2 separate regions of the Rattus norvegicus genome follow, and region 1 is linked to region 2. A link is a contact called in public Hi-C data. All regions are on one chromosome and are shown on one strand. The core of a region is the stretch at or near the end of the contact, and the rest is flanking DNA. Distances in the headings are between cores, read along the strand shown. Region 1 overlaps LOC120098552 (a long non-coding RNA gene). Region 2 holds the start of Foxc2 (forkhead box C2).

Region 1 (6,407 bases), core at 3,498-5,997, 210 kb after region 2:
ACCTGAGTTCAATCCCTTGGGACCCACATCGTGGAAAAAGAAAAGTTACTTTTGCAACCATGGTGTGTGCATGCATGCACACACATATACACATGCACCCACACCTGCACACACATGCACACATACACACACATGCACATATGCACATGCATACAGGCACACATGCACACACATATACACATGCACCCACACCTACACACACACACGCACACATGCACACACATGCACATATGCACATGCACACATGTATGAACATGCATACAGGCACACATGCACACACATATACACATGCACCCACACCTACACACACACACGCACACATGCACACACATGCACATATGCACATGCACACATGTATGAACATGCATACAGGCACACACACATGCACATACATGCACACATGCACACACATGCACATATGCACATGCACACATGTACGAACATGCATACAGGCACACACACAAATGCACATGTATGCATGTACACACATGTATGCACACACATGCACACACTCACATACACACACCACACACACACATATCATTGAGTAAGAAGCCTGGAGAAGGGGACCCCACCCCTGTCACAGAAGGCTGTAGAAAGCAAGTACAACCTGCGCTCAGCTCTGAACCACGTGGCTCAGAACCTTCTGGCCTCCCTACCATGTTTTCTTTCCTGTTAAAAGATCGACAAGCCATGTATCCCTTGAAGGATTTTGAGATGATTCACTGAGACTTAGAAGTCAATTGTCAATAAACACCAAGAAAGAATGGAGAAGGCATTGACCACTGTGACTCCAGCGGGACATGGGCACTCGCCAGCCTCTCTGCCCTGTGACACAGTACCATGTGCCCTTCCTGGAGGGGTCCAGGCAGGTGCAGGCCCAGGGGTCTCAGGCAGGCTGGAGTCCCAAAATAGATAATCAGAGGGTCCCATTCAGCTTTAGTCCATGCTGTTAGGATTCAGGCAGCAGATGGTGTCTCCAGGCTGTGAGAAGCAAGGAACTCCAAGCCCGCCCGTGTTTCACATCTGTGCAGCATAAACTTTCCCAGAGATTGTGCAGAAACTGAGAATAGTGCTCCATTAGGGACCAGGGTATCCTCCTAGACTCGCCTGCAGACAGGAGCCAGGAATGGGAAGGGAGAGCTGCTAGCTGGAAATGGCTACCACCCCTTTTAGGAAGAAGAGCAAGCCAGGTGACCTGCGTTGGGACCTGCTGGTGCTATGAAGAAGGGGCAGACTGTGGGTGAATTTCTCGGTTTCCTTGTTTATCAAGTGGGAATGAGGGGTTCCCTGGCACAGAGTGGATTTATGGTTACTGTGCCCAACCTTCTGTAAGTATGATGGTCAGGAACATGGTCTCTCCTGCAGCTGTCCCATGTCCCCTCCCACCACTGGGACTGCTCAGGCAGGACTCAATCCCATTGCTCGGATGGGCCTGCAGAGGTCTGCACTCTGCCTGGCTCTTAGGGGCAGTCTACCAAGAACCATGCCTACTTCTCCCCTTGCTGCCTCCTGCTGGCCTGAACTGGAAGCTGGACTGAATTTGGCTCCCTGGCCCCCACAGGACACATGGCTGCCATTTGTTGGCATCAGTAGCATCCTTGGCGTCAAGAACAAATGTCACTTCCCACCTGCACACCATCTGGGCAGCAGCACCCCATGTCGGCGGTTCAGATCTCGCCCTGAGCGGAGAGGAGAAGCCCTTTGTCACTCAGCCGGCTGTCCCTCTAGCCTCTGCCCATCTTGTTGGAACTGTAAAAAGCTCTTTAAGACCCTGGTTTGCAGAGATACCAGAAGCTCAGAGGTCAGAAACCTGAGCTTGGTGCTAAAGAGACGCAACCCTCCTGGGAGGAGAGGGGGCCCCTTAATGGCTTCAGCAGATGTGCAGACCAAGGGGCCCCCTGCCCACCTGCAGATAACCCCTGACCCTACCCTCCCACTGGACCAGTCAGAAAGTCCCACATAGGGAGGTCGCCAAGTGCCCAGTGCCCTCCCTAGGCCTCCCACTGTCAAACTTCTTAAAAGAGCCTTCAGCAAACGAGGCAGAATGGTGCCTCTGCTCAGGGCTGGCCTGGGCCCTCTGTCTCTGCCTGGGGTTCAGGAATCTCTGTGATGCAATCCCACAGGGCTGAGCTCTGTGACCTGATCAGCTCCCCGAGACAGGCATGGATGTCCCATTTCTGGCTCTGTCTATAAATGGGCCCCAGCCTCCTCCGGCTGTACCTATGGTAATGCAGGAGCAGAGAGATCTGTGGTTATAGAACAGCAGCCTTCAAGAAACATATGAGCACATGCACACGTGTGTAGAGTGCATGCATCCTGTATAAGGGGTTATAACATTTTTATAATTTCCTGCTGCTCCCTTTGGCAAGAATTTCATGCTGCATATAGAGGATGCACTGTTCTTTTTCATGGCTGCATATTAACCCCAGTTTGGTTAGTTTATCATCTGACTAAGAGTCACACAGCCCATCATTTACACACAGCTTTCCCTGTGGACTTAAGTAGCAGCAGCATCCCTTGCCATGGTTCTATAGGACGTGAGTCTGGTCCCTTCCCTGGAGTCTGGTCCCACTAAAACTCTATCCACAGCTGGGAGGAGCTCAGGCTGCCCTGGCTGCCTCTGCTGCCTGCTGTGTACATTGACTTTCATGTCTGTGGAGAGTGCCTGGCAAGGGTTCAGCAGACCTCACTGAATCTCAGAAAAATGCAGCCCTGACAGAGGAGGCAGGAGAGGCCCAACAAGGACCATGGTATCTGGCATTCCAACCCCTTTCTCAGCTGTGTAGTCATGAAGCCTGACAGAACAGATGCAGTGGCTTCAAGACACAGCCTGCGTCATTCAGAACAGCAGACTTCAGAGTGATTCTGAGCTCTCAGCTCAGCCCCACCAGTGTTCTAATTCTAACCCAGCTCCTCACAGACAAGATTCCTCAGAGGGTGCTGTTCACTGAGCCTCAGGCCAAGGGTAATTCCAACAGGTCTGCACGGGGGCTAGAGGGGTATTTAAAATTGGGTGTGTACTTTCACACATGGGAGCAAGTATGTGTGCATGTGTACATGTGCATGTATGTCTATGTATGTTGCATGTGTGTGCTTGTCTGTGTGTTCGTGTGTATGAGTGTGTGCTTGTGTGTGCATGTATATGCATGTCAGTGTACTTGTGTGTGCACATATGTGTACAAGCATGTGTTTTTGTATACATACATATGTGTACATGGTAGTGTGTTTGTGTGTGCATATGTGTGTGCTTATGTGTGTGCTTGTGTGTGCATGCATATGTATGCATGTCAGTGTGCTCTGGTGTGTGCTTGTGTGTGCATGCATATTTGTACATGTCAGTGTGCTTGTGTCTGTACTTATGCTTGCATATGTGTGTGCTTGTGTGTATGTTCATGTCAGCATGTTTATGTATGGTGTGTGTACTTGTGTGTGCATGCATATGTATGCATGTCAGTGTGCTTTGGTGTGCACATGCATGTGTGTGTGCTTGCCTGTGTGTGCATATGTGTACAAGTGTGTGCATGTATGTGCGCTTATGTGTGCATGTGTATGCTTATATGTGTGTGCATGTCAGTGTGCTTGTGTGTGCTCATGTGTGCATGTGTGTGCATGCTTATGTGTGCATGTCAGTGTGTTTGTGTGTGTCAGTGTGGCTGTGGATGTTGAGGTGTGTGCTACTCCAAGGGCATATCATCCACTTTTTTTGTGTGTGTGACAGGGCCTCTCATTAGCCTGGAACTCAGTCCAGGGAGCCCCAGGCACAGCACTTCTCTCTTGAGCCATCTCCCCAATAGTTACAGGATTCCATCTATGACAAAATGCTATGTGTGCAGCTCCAGACATGGACTCGTCTTGACTTTTGTCATTGCTGGCTGAGAAGGTGTGACTCTCTGAACACCTTCTTCCTTCCTATGGGGACCTCCCCCACCAGATCATGGTCCCCAGGACACACCATCAGGTGTCAGAGTCTGAAAGTAGAGACACAGGCTTGTCTTCTCCTGTGGTCTCCACCTGAGTCCTCAGCTGCTGGGTTGCACACAGCCCCTGCATGCTGTGGGCTTCTACCTGGAGGCAGGAGGCTTTGGCCTCTTCTCCCACTCTGGCTCTGAGATTCAGGATCAGCCGGTGTGCCCACAGGTCCATGGGACTAGCTATTCTTTCCAGAGACAAAAACGTTGTACAGAGTCCCACAAGCCTGAGGCTGTCACAGATAAGGCTTGCTCCCTCTGGCTTTTTCCTGCAGGACTTGTGGAAATAACTGGGTCTGTTTGACATCAACTGGGTCCTCCCAACCCCCACCCATGGCCTTCCAGTGACCTTTGGCTATGGGAGGGAGGAAAACGTCACTTTTCCCTAACCCACTGAAATGACAGTGACAGAGGCCAGTATGACCTTCCCAGAAAGGCCTCTGGGACTTAGGAAAGGATCTGTACCCAGCCGAGGCCAAGAGTCCCCAGCAGCCGCTCCTCAGATAATGGTGAGGCCTCCTCCAGAGGGGCTTCTCCCAGGACTGGGGCAGTGGGCAAGCAGGAAGGCAGGGCGCGGCCCACAGGACACACGGAAGAGGAGGAAATGACCAGCCGAGTCTAGACTCGTTATCTCAGCCCTCGGGCACTGGCCCACACTTGTCCATCGGCCCGGAATGGACTTCCTGCCTCAGATTTACGCCAGTGACTTCACCCTCTTGCTATCTCGACAGCCCACTGCCCGCTCAGCTCTCAGGAATTAGGGGCCTGATAACAAGTCTAGACAGCTTCGAGGTTGGAGATGGATCGCTCTCCAGGGCAGGGGGATAGCCAGCAGCGGGCTCTAGGGATGTGAAGGCCAAAGTGCTGGCCAGCACTCAGCACAACGCTAGTGGGAGTCTGGGGCTCTTGTTTCCTCCCCGGCCTCACCACCCTGGGGGTGGCGGGACGAGGCATAAGGCTCAGTTCAGTGAGTGGGACACTCCATCTCTTTCCCACATGGTAAGGCGACACCCCGATACCTAGACAAGAAGAGGCCACCGTCTGAAGATGGGGGGAGTGCCCAGACGACTATAATCCAGTCAGGGGACAGGACTTAGGATAAATATACACAGCCACCTCACCAAAGCCCTGCTACCACAATACCGAGTGTCACTGGAGACCTCTTCATTGGTGTCCTGCCTAGGGACCTGAGGACACATTGGCACCCACTTACCAACCAGCCCTGGGCTCTCATCCAGCCTGAGTGAGATGCCAGCCTCTCTGCCCCTTCCATCCCGGCTACATAATGAATTGTGTCCCCCAACTCACATGCTGTCCAACCTGCTGTGACATCCTTTGGAATTGGGGTCCTTGGGAAAAGAAGCTGTTAAGCAGGAGTCCTGCTGGAGCAGGAAGCCACCTATCAAGACAGCAGGACCCCGTGAGAAGCTCTACTTACAGAAGGACCCATAGGTGTCCCCAGTGGTTCAGCCAGGATAGAGGCAGTGCAGGGTGTAGACCAGTGTCCCATGCTGTAAGGCGGAAAGCTGTAGAGGGCACTGCACATCCTCTGAGAACCACAGAGGCAATACGCGGCCTCACAGGGCTACCCACCAAGGCCATCTCATCAACAGGCCGTACACTGGTTTGTTTTCTCAGTCGCTTTTCCACCTATACCTCCACTTGAAACCCCTGAGTCACCCCCAATCCAGCCACCTGTACACAAACACTGTCTTTATCTGTGGCAGGGAGGAGGCGTCCAAACTAGACAGTATTGGGAAGAAGACGGAAGGTGCAGTGGCTACCCTGACTGAGACCTCCACACTAAGATCTCAGCTTCCTTTGAGCAATAACAGGTGCCAAGTCAAAACTAGCCCCAAAGGCAAGCCACTCCTCCACCTGTGTACACGCACAAGTGAGATCAGAGTGTGGCTATGAGGCAAGGGCAGTGTGAATGAGGCATGGCTCGGTGTGATTGACACTCAGGGTGTGAGAGGCGTGGGTGTGAACGGGAGGCGTGAATGTGTGAGTGACAAGGAGGGGGTGTGTTTTTGTGAGAACATTCCTGGACGGAAACCAGAAGCACTAGATTAAGCAGAAATTCAAAGTTTTTCTTCCACGGTTTTGAAACAGTAACAAAATGCTTGAGACCAGCCGCTTACAAAGAAAAAAGGTTATTTTGTCTCCAGTCAGTGACCAGCTTCCACTGGTGGAGCTAAGCCTCTAACCTCACAAAGAAGCCCAACAAAATAAAGGCAAGAACTGGAGTACTGGGGTTCCACTGACCCTCGTGGGCATGTCCCCAGTGACCCAGAGACCTCCTCTTGGTTCCAAGTGTCACCTCTAAGGCGGGAAAGATGATAGAAGCAGAAAATCAAGGTGGCCTTGGCTAAACATCTGTGATTTAAATAGACAAGGTTGAACATGGTATAGTTAGTGTCCACCATTATGGGTTAT
Region 2 (7,463 bases), core at 3,898-6,397:
AACGGAGTCCCTAAGTTTAAAAGCCTCCATTTTGTTACATGTTGTTACATTTCTGAGGCTCCTCTTCCTATCCTGTCAGCAGCTGTGATACTTAGTGTCCACTGTCAGTTGGACAGACTCTAGGCTTACTTAGGAGAGGGGACTTCAGGCTTGTCTGTGGGGATTATCTTGGAGGCATTAATGGGGGAAGGCGGATCCAATACTGGGCATCACATTCCCTGTCTGGGGCCCTGGACTGTGTGAAACCGAGCAGAGCTGAGCACCAGCACCCCTGCAGTCGCCCTGGCTCCCTTCATTGTGGCTACAGTGTGCAGCTCCTGTCCTGTCCCTGTACCCTTCCCCCACGCTGCCATTGCTACCTCTGCTGCAAATTGAGGAACTGTGAGCTGAAATTTCCTTGGTCAGAGTATTTATCACAGGCTGGAAAACAGGCTAAAACCCCACCCATCATTGGTGGAGTACTTATTTTTCCCTCTCCTTCTCCCCCTCCCTCTCATCCCTCTCCCTCCTCCTTTTGCTTCTTCCTCCCTTCCTTCCTCTATCCCTGTCTTCTTCAGCAGTGCTGGGGTGGAATCAGGATCTGAATGCCTGGCAATTGCTCTTCTCCATGGCACAGCCCCTTTCGGATATTTTAAAAGTTGCAGAGTCTGTAACATCAACCCTAAATATTTTGACATGTTCTTGCTACAGGCAGGACGTGTTCTTACCTGAGCACAAGTCCTATCTCACTCAGGAATCTTAACCCGGGGAAGATGGCTGTCCAGGGCACACTCTGGATTCCGAGTCCCTCAGACCTGTCCTTTGTTAAGCTTTCTGCCATCCAGCATGGAGCATGACATGGAGTCTCTGGGTTCTCTGATGTCCTTTGGAACTTCCACCATCATCCTTTTCTTCACCCTGGCAACTTCTGGAAAATTCTCACTAGAATGAGTTAGGATCCATCAAGGACCGAGACTTTTGTCCTGAGAAAGGTTTTTTTTTAGAGGTCCTGAGTTCAATTTCCAGCAACCACATGATGGCTCACAACCATCTGTAATGGGATTTGATGCCCTCTTCTGGACAACAGTGTACTCACATACATTAAACAAACAAACAAACAAACAAACAAACAATCCAAAAGAAAATAGCACTGAAGCCAGGTGGTGGTAGCACACATTTTAGTCCCAGCACTCAGAAGGTAGAGGCAGGCAGATCTCTAAGTATGAGACCAGCATGGTCTACAGAGAGTTCCAGAGCAGCCAGGGCTACACAGACACAAGAGAAATGCTGTCTCAATCAACCAACCAATCAAACAACTAATAGCAACTCTGATGCCGGGGCGTGGTGTGCACGTTTAATCCCCGCACCCAGAAAACAAAACCAGGTGTACCTACGTAGCAAGACCCTGTCTCCATGGGAAGGGGTCTAACTCACAGGTCAGATCTAAGTAGCTTTGGGAACTTGGGACTCTTCTGCCATCTGGTTCCAAAAACTGAAGGCATCTCCCGGGCCCAGGGGATGCTGAACAGAGAGTTGAGAACAAAATCTGCTTCTAGCTTGTCTGCCTTGGTCCAGGCTGGGGCTGAAAAGCAGAAGTCTCCAGACCCAGCCTTTCAGCACGCATCTGAACAGTCAGCTCTCTGTTCAACTTCCCAGCTCTCCCCCACCACACACCTCAGCAGGGAGTAGCCAATTTGTTCGACAACCCTGTGAGGTGAATCAGGCTTTCTAACCATCCATGGGAAGAACCTCCTTGCTTCTCTGCAAACTTCCAGAAGTCTTGAAGATGTTTCTGTCTCTCAGCCTGGACACATGGCAAAGCTTCAGTGAAAGAGACTCCTGCCAGTGGAGGCGCACTCCTGGACCCCAGATTAGGTATAAACCACGCCCCCCAAACACCTGTTTTCGCAAAGAAATCCTTTACTGGGTGGAGAAGAAAGGCTAAAGTGGCTGCTTTCTGACTCAGGCAAAGAAACAGCAGTCAATGACCTTGCGGGTATAACTTTAAAGAAGAGGAAAAAATGGAGTCCTGTGTTAGAACTGGCTAGGATGTTTTGACTGGGCATGTTAATTAGGTGAACGAACAGGGACTTCTGATGGCACGACTTCAGTACTTTGCTGTCTGGACCTTGGTAATCAGACTCGGGAGGAGGAAGTGGCCATAGAAAGAAATAGGCCTTCAGGGCTAGCTTTAGGAATGTAGTTTAACGGTTTTTAGCCAGGCAGAGGGAATGAGAGAGAAGGGTAAGGCTTACCAGAGCCATGTTTGCCACGCTCGAGCTGGCCAGAGTCCCATCATTCGGAAAATGACTTTTTGTAAGCCAAGTTCCAGGCACCTTCTTCCTGGGTTTCTCAGGCTTTATTCTTGCAGTGCAAAGCGTCGTCGTGTCCACAAGGTGTCAGCAACTTCATTAGAACCAAACCTGTCTGTCTTCCCTCGCTCCTCCTCTACCCCTTTCTGTTGTAGTTCCACAACCTGCCTCAAGATGGCACCACCACCCACGGAGTATTCGCCAAGCGCCTCCAGGTGATGAAGCCGAGACGCCTGCGGAGGAAGAAGGGCCGGCGGGAAGCGGGGGAGGTACCTCCCTGCCCTTTTCATCGCTTATTATTTGGCAAACACACAGGGCCCTCTGGGGTCTGATTTGCCTTCGACTCGTTGACAACAAGACAAGAAAGAGAAGGAACAGGCAATAAGCAAGAATGTAGCAAGTCTTAGAGAGCTGAGGCCTCTGCAGGCTGCAGGAGCCAGGACCTGGTTCCTGCCAAGTCCAGGTGTGTGTGTGTGCAAAGTGTTGTTTTAGAAAGCGGAACAAACATCTCTCTCAGTGCTCCACAGAAGCGAGAAGCCCAGGTCCAGAGCAAAGGGATAGCCCTACAACTTCTCTGTGCCTCTCCGGGAGCCCCCACCCTTTCTTTCGGAGAGGGGGTGTGGGTTGATACATCTGAGAATTAAACCAATGTTCTTTTAAGAAGACACTGGGTTTCAATTTGGGTATACGCAGGCATAAAGTGGCCTTCGGTAATTTAGATTTCATAGTCTGAGGCGTTCAGTTTCTGCCTCTTGCTTTGATAAGGCTGTTTAACATGGACGGACACACACACACACACACACACACACACACACACACACCTCATAAAAGCAGAGTAAATTGTGCCCCTGCAGGAAGGCCATGGAGGCCGGGGAGGGGAGTGTTTCTCGATCAATGAGTGGAATTTTCAGCAACATCGCAAGAAAAACTCAACACTACCTGTCACGCGTTTCATGAGGGGCAAGACATTTTCTGTCACAGTCACTTTTTTTGAAAGTGAACACAAATACACTAGGGGCATCGGTACAATAACTCTTAGTGGAACCATGAGAGTAGAGAAGGTTTAACCCCCTACCCAGATCTGCTCCCACTCCCAACCTGCGCCCGGGAACCCTAATTTTGAATTTAAAGGGGAGAGGAGGAATTAGCCAAAAAAAGAATCCAGAACAGCAGCCACAAAAATGTGTTTCCCAAGATACTCCATCCAGGTCAGGGGCCCCAGTTCTGCCCTTTCCTTTAAATTCTGGTCATCGAGTCAAAGATAATACGCATAAATACTTATTTTGCTGTTCCGATGTTAAGCCGTGTAATGTCACTAAAGTCTCCTCACCCACCGTGTCAAAGCTGAAAAGGAGTTCTACTCTCTCACAGCCTTTAGTGGAAAATCTAACGGCGGTGGGGATGGGGGGTGGGGGTCGGAGAAGAAGAGAGGCTGAAACACATGTTTTATCTGTCGCCTTCTTCCCTGCCCAACCGGACCAACGACTTCCAGAAGGTTCTACAAGGCATAGAGCCTTTCCGTAGGGACCTCTCAGTGCTTCTGAGGAAGCGGACGAGCAGGGATCCGATGAAGACTGGAGGTGTTGAAGGAATAAATAACCAGTCCACAAATAAACAAACTGTCCCGGGGATTCCTAGAGGGAAGGAGCAAGCTTGAAGGTCGGGGGAACTCGGTGTCGCTGTGCGGCAAGGCTGCCAACGAAAAAATCCTTCAGCTACCAGGCCCTCTAAGGAGCTCTTGATCCTCAACTCACCTAATCAAAACTCAGTCAAACAAACAGCCTGAACTATGGTCAATTTACGGGATCCCAAAGATGCTGGCCGCAGAGTGGGATCCTCGTTGGGCCCAGCACTGGCTAAGGAAGCGGGTCGGAAGCCACGCAGTGCCGCACTCCTTTGCGTCTCCAGCGGCGAAGCCGGGGTGGAAGGCAGGCCTGGGGCTCCCAACACCGAACGGGAACACCAGCTCCTGGGGGCTGGCTGCCTTTAGGCAGCGCTTTCATAGGTACGGAGAAGAGAGAGCAGCCGGAACGGGTGGCATGGGTGGGGAGAGGAGACCAGGAAAGCAATTGTTAGGTTCACTCGCTTCCCCGAGCCCCAGGTAATGGACTGGAGACGCAGATCGATCACCTAAGCCTCAGTGAAGAGCGAGGACCAATTGCTCCTTAGCTGTTATCTTGCTGGCTTGGCTTTCCCACCAAACCTTCCTTCCCAGCCCGACCCCCTCGTGAAGGCGAGTGCAACCGAATTCTACAACCCGGCCTCCTTTGTGGGCTCATCCTCAACACTCCGACCTGGAAACGTCCTTAGGATTATTCACCACTGCGATCAACAGGCCCCACACACTCAGTCCATTTGCTCTGAACCCATTACAACTAGGCCTCGATAATTAATAAGTCTAATTATTCGCCTTTTCACCCAATAATTAAAGAAAAAATCTCCAGGCTCTTTCTTACTTACAAGGTCTTGGGGGCAGATCTTCGCCCAACTTCCATCAATTCAATTTTGTATTTCAAACTAATCATCTTTTTGTTTTGCAAAGGAACGGGTTTTTATTTTTTGCTCTGGGCACGTGGTCTCGTTAAACAAAATGTGATAATAAAATAAAATTTAATAAGATGTAACTCATTTTTAAAAGTCCTCAGGTTAACTTGAGCTGGGGTTGGGGGGGGCAAGCTGGCTAAGAGCAGCTGGGTCTTAGAGCCGACGGATTCAGGCGCTCCTCGTTCTGATTGGTGCCATCCTTCCTAGAGCTGCCAGATGATTGGTGCAAACTTCCTGGAGGGGGCGCGGCCTGAAGAAAGTAAAAACTCGCTTTGAGCCAGAAGACTTTTGAAACTTTTCCCAATCCCTAAAAGGGACTTCGCTTCTTTTTCCGGGCTCGGCCGCGCAGCCTCTCCGGATCCCAGCTCGCGGACACTGTGGGCTGCCGTTCTCCTGGCGGAGCCCCGAGAGCCGCTGTCTCCTTTTCTAGCACTCCGAAGGGCTGGTCTAGCTCCACGGTCGCGCGTGGCGTCTGTGCCGCCAGCTCAGGGCTTCCATCCGCCGGTCCGAGAGCGCGCGGCCAGCCGGGCCGCCCGGGGTGCGCCCTCCAGGATGCTGATCCGCCCGGTCGGCTGAACCCGAGCGCCAGCGCGCGTGGCCCGCGAGGCTGCCCCGAGCCAGGGCTGCCCGCATCGCTCCGTCCCTTCCTGCTCTCTTGCTCCGGGCCTCGCTCCCCGCGGGCCGCAGTCGGTGCGCGCAGGCGGCGGCCGGGCGTCTGGGACGCAGCATGCAGGCGCGCTACTCGGTGTCGGACCCCAACGCCCTGGGAGTGGTACCCTACTTGAGCGAGCAAAACTACTACCGGGCGGCGGGCAGCTACGGCGGCATGGCCAGCCCCATGGGCGTCTACTCCGGCCACCCGGAGCAGTACGGCGCCGGCATGGGCCGCTCTTACGCGCCCTACCACCACCAGCCCGCGGCGCCCAAGGACCTGGTGAAGCCGCCCTACAGCTACATAGCGCTCATCACCATGGCGATCCAGAACGCGCCGGAGAAGAAGATCACCCTGAACGGCATCTACCAGTTCATCATGGACCGTTTTCCCTTCTACCGCGAGAACAAGCAGGGCTGGCAGAACAGCATCCGCCACAACCTGTCGCTCAACGAGTGCTTCGTGAAGGTGCCGCGCGATGACAAGAAGCCAGGCAAAGGTAGCTACTGGACGCTCGACCCGGACTCCTACAATATGTTCGAGAACGGCAGCTTCCTGCGGCGGCGGCGGCGCTTCAAGAAGAAGGACGTGCCCAAGGATAAGGAGGAGCGGGCCCACCTCAAGGAGCCGCCCCCTGCCTCGGCCAAAGGCGCCCCGACAGGGACCCCGGTAGCTGACGGGCCCAAGGAGGCCGAGAAGAAAGTGGTGGTCAAGAGCGAGGCGGCGTCACCCGCGCTGCCGGTCATCACCAAGGTGGAGACGCTGAGTCCCGAGGGCGCGCTGCAAGCCAGTCCCCGCAGCTCAGCCTCCACGCCTGCCGGCTCCCCAGACGGCTCGCTGCCGGAGCACCACGCCGCCGCGCCCAACGGGCTGCCCGGCTTCAGCGTGGAGACCATCATGACGCTGCGCACGTCGCCTCCGGGCGGCGATCTGAGCCCAGCGGCCGCGCGCGCCGGCCTGGTGGTGCCACCGCTGGCGCTGCCATACGCCGCAGCTCCACCAGCCGCTTACGCACAGCCGTGCGCGCAGGGCCTGGAGGCTGCGGGCTCCGCGGGCTACCAGTGCAGCATGCGGGCTATGAGTCTGTACACCGGGGCCGAGCGGCCTGCGCACGTGTGCGTTCCGCCCGCGCTGGACGAGGCTCTGTCGGACCACCCGAGCGGCCCCGGCTCCCCGCTCGGCGCCCTCAACCTCGCAGCGGGTCAGGAGGGTGCGTTGGGGGCCTCGGGCCACCACCACCAGCATCACAGTCACCTCCACCCGCAGGCGCCGCCGCCCGCCCCGCAGCCCCCTCCCGCGCCGCAGCCCGCCACCCAGGCCACCTCCTGGTATCTGAACCACGGCGGGGACCTGAGCCACCTCCCCGGCCACACGTTCGCGACCCAACAGCAAACTTTCCCCAATGTCCGGGAGATGTTCAACTCGCACCGGCTAGGACTGGACAACTCGACCCTCGGGGAGTCCCAGGTGAGCAATGCGAGCTGTCAGCTGCCCTACCGAGCTACGCCGTCCCTCTACCGCCATGCAGCCCCCTACTCCTACGACTGCACCAAATATTAAGGCGTCCAGTCCGCTCCAGCCCCAGGCCCGCACCGGCTTCACCTCCCCATGGGACCTTCTTCGACAGAGCCGCAAAAAGCGACCGAACGCGCCCCTCTCTCAGACCCGGGAGCAGAGAGCTCCGTGCATCTCGCAGGTAACTTCTCCGCAGCTCAGTTTGAGATCCCAGAGAGTCCCTCTAACCGGGATGCAGCACAGCAAAACGAAATACCGATTTATTTTTTTTTTTAATTCCCGTTCCCTGCCCGGATGCTGCGCCTGCTCCCCTTGGGGTTTTAATAGATTGGTTTATGGACCAAACCCCACAGGGACCCCCTAATGACTTCTGTGGAGACTCTCCCCGGGCTCAAGAGGTCTCTCCGGATAAGGTGCCTTCTGTAAACGAGTGCGGATTTGTAACCAGGCGAGTTCGTTGT

Evidence for each region. A called contact is a pair of places that touch in the nucleus more often than the background predicts.
Region 1: a contact with region 2 is called in a Hi-C map of Schwann cells, with 4 times the contacts expected there. The contact joins the enhancer-like site here to the promoter of Foxc2 in region 2. A contact is called at or near these places in 2 of 12 Hi-C or Micro-C datasets (Schwann cells and liver).

Annotation. Positions count from the first base shown.
Region 1 is chr19:66,302,449-66,308,855 of GRCr8, forward strand. It overlaps LOC120098552 (a long non-coding RNA gene), which reads left to right. Exons shown (of 3, transcript XR_005496866.2): 3 at 1,177-6,407. Among named protein-coding and RNA genes, the nearest start is that of Foxl1, 200 kb to the left of the region's middle. Within about 2 kb of position 4,748, at least 12 of the 93 cell types and tissues checked have an H3K27ac peak or open chromatin away from gene starts, as enhancers often do. A contact at or near this core is called in Schwann cells and liver, where this site is marked.
Region 2 is chr19:66,089,571-66,097,033 of GRCr8, forward strand. Foxc2 (forkhead box C2) reads left to right here and starts at 5,148. Exons shown (of 1, transcript NM_001101680.1): 1 at 5,148-7,463. The coding sequence starts at 5,563. The coding sequence ends at 7,047.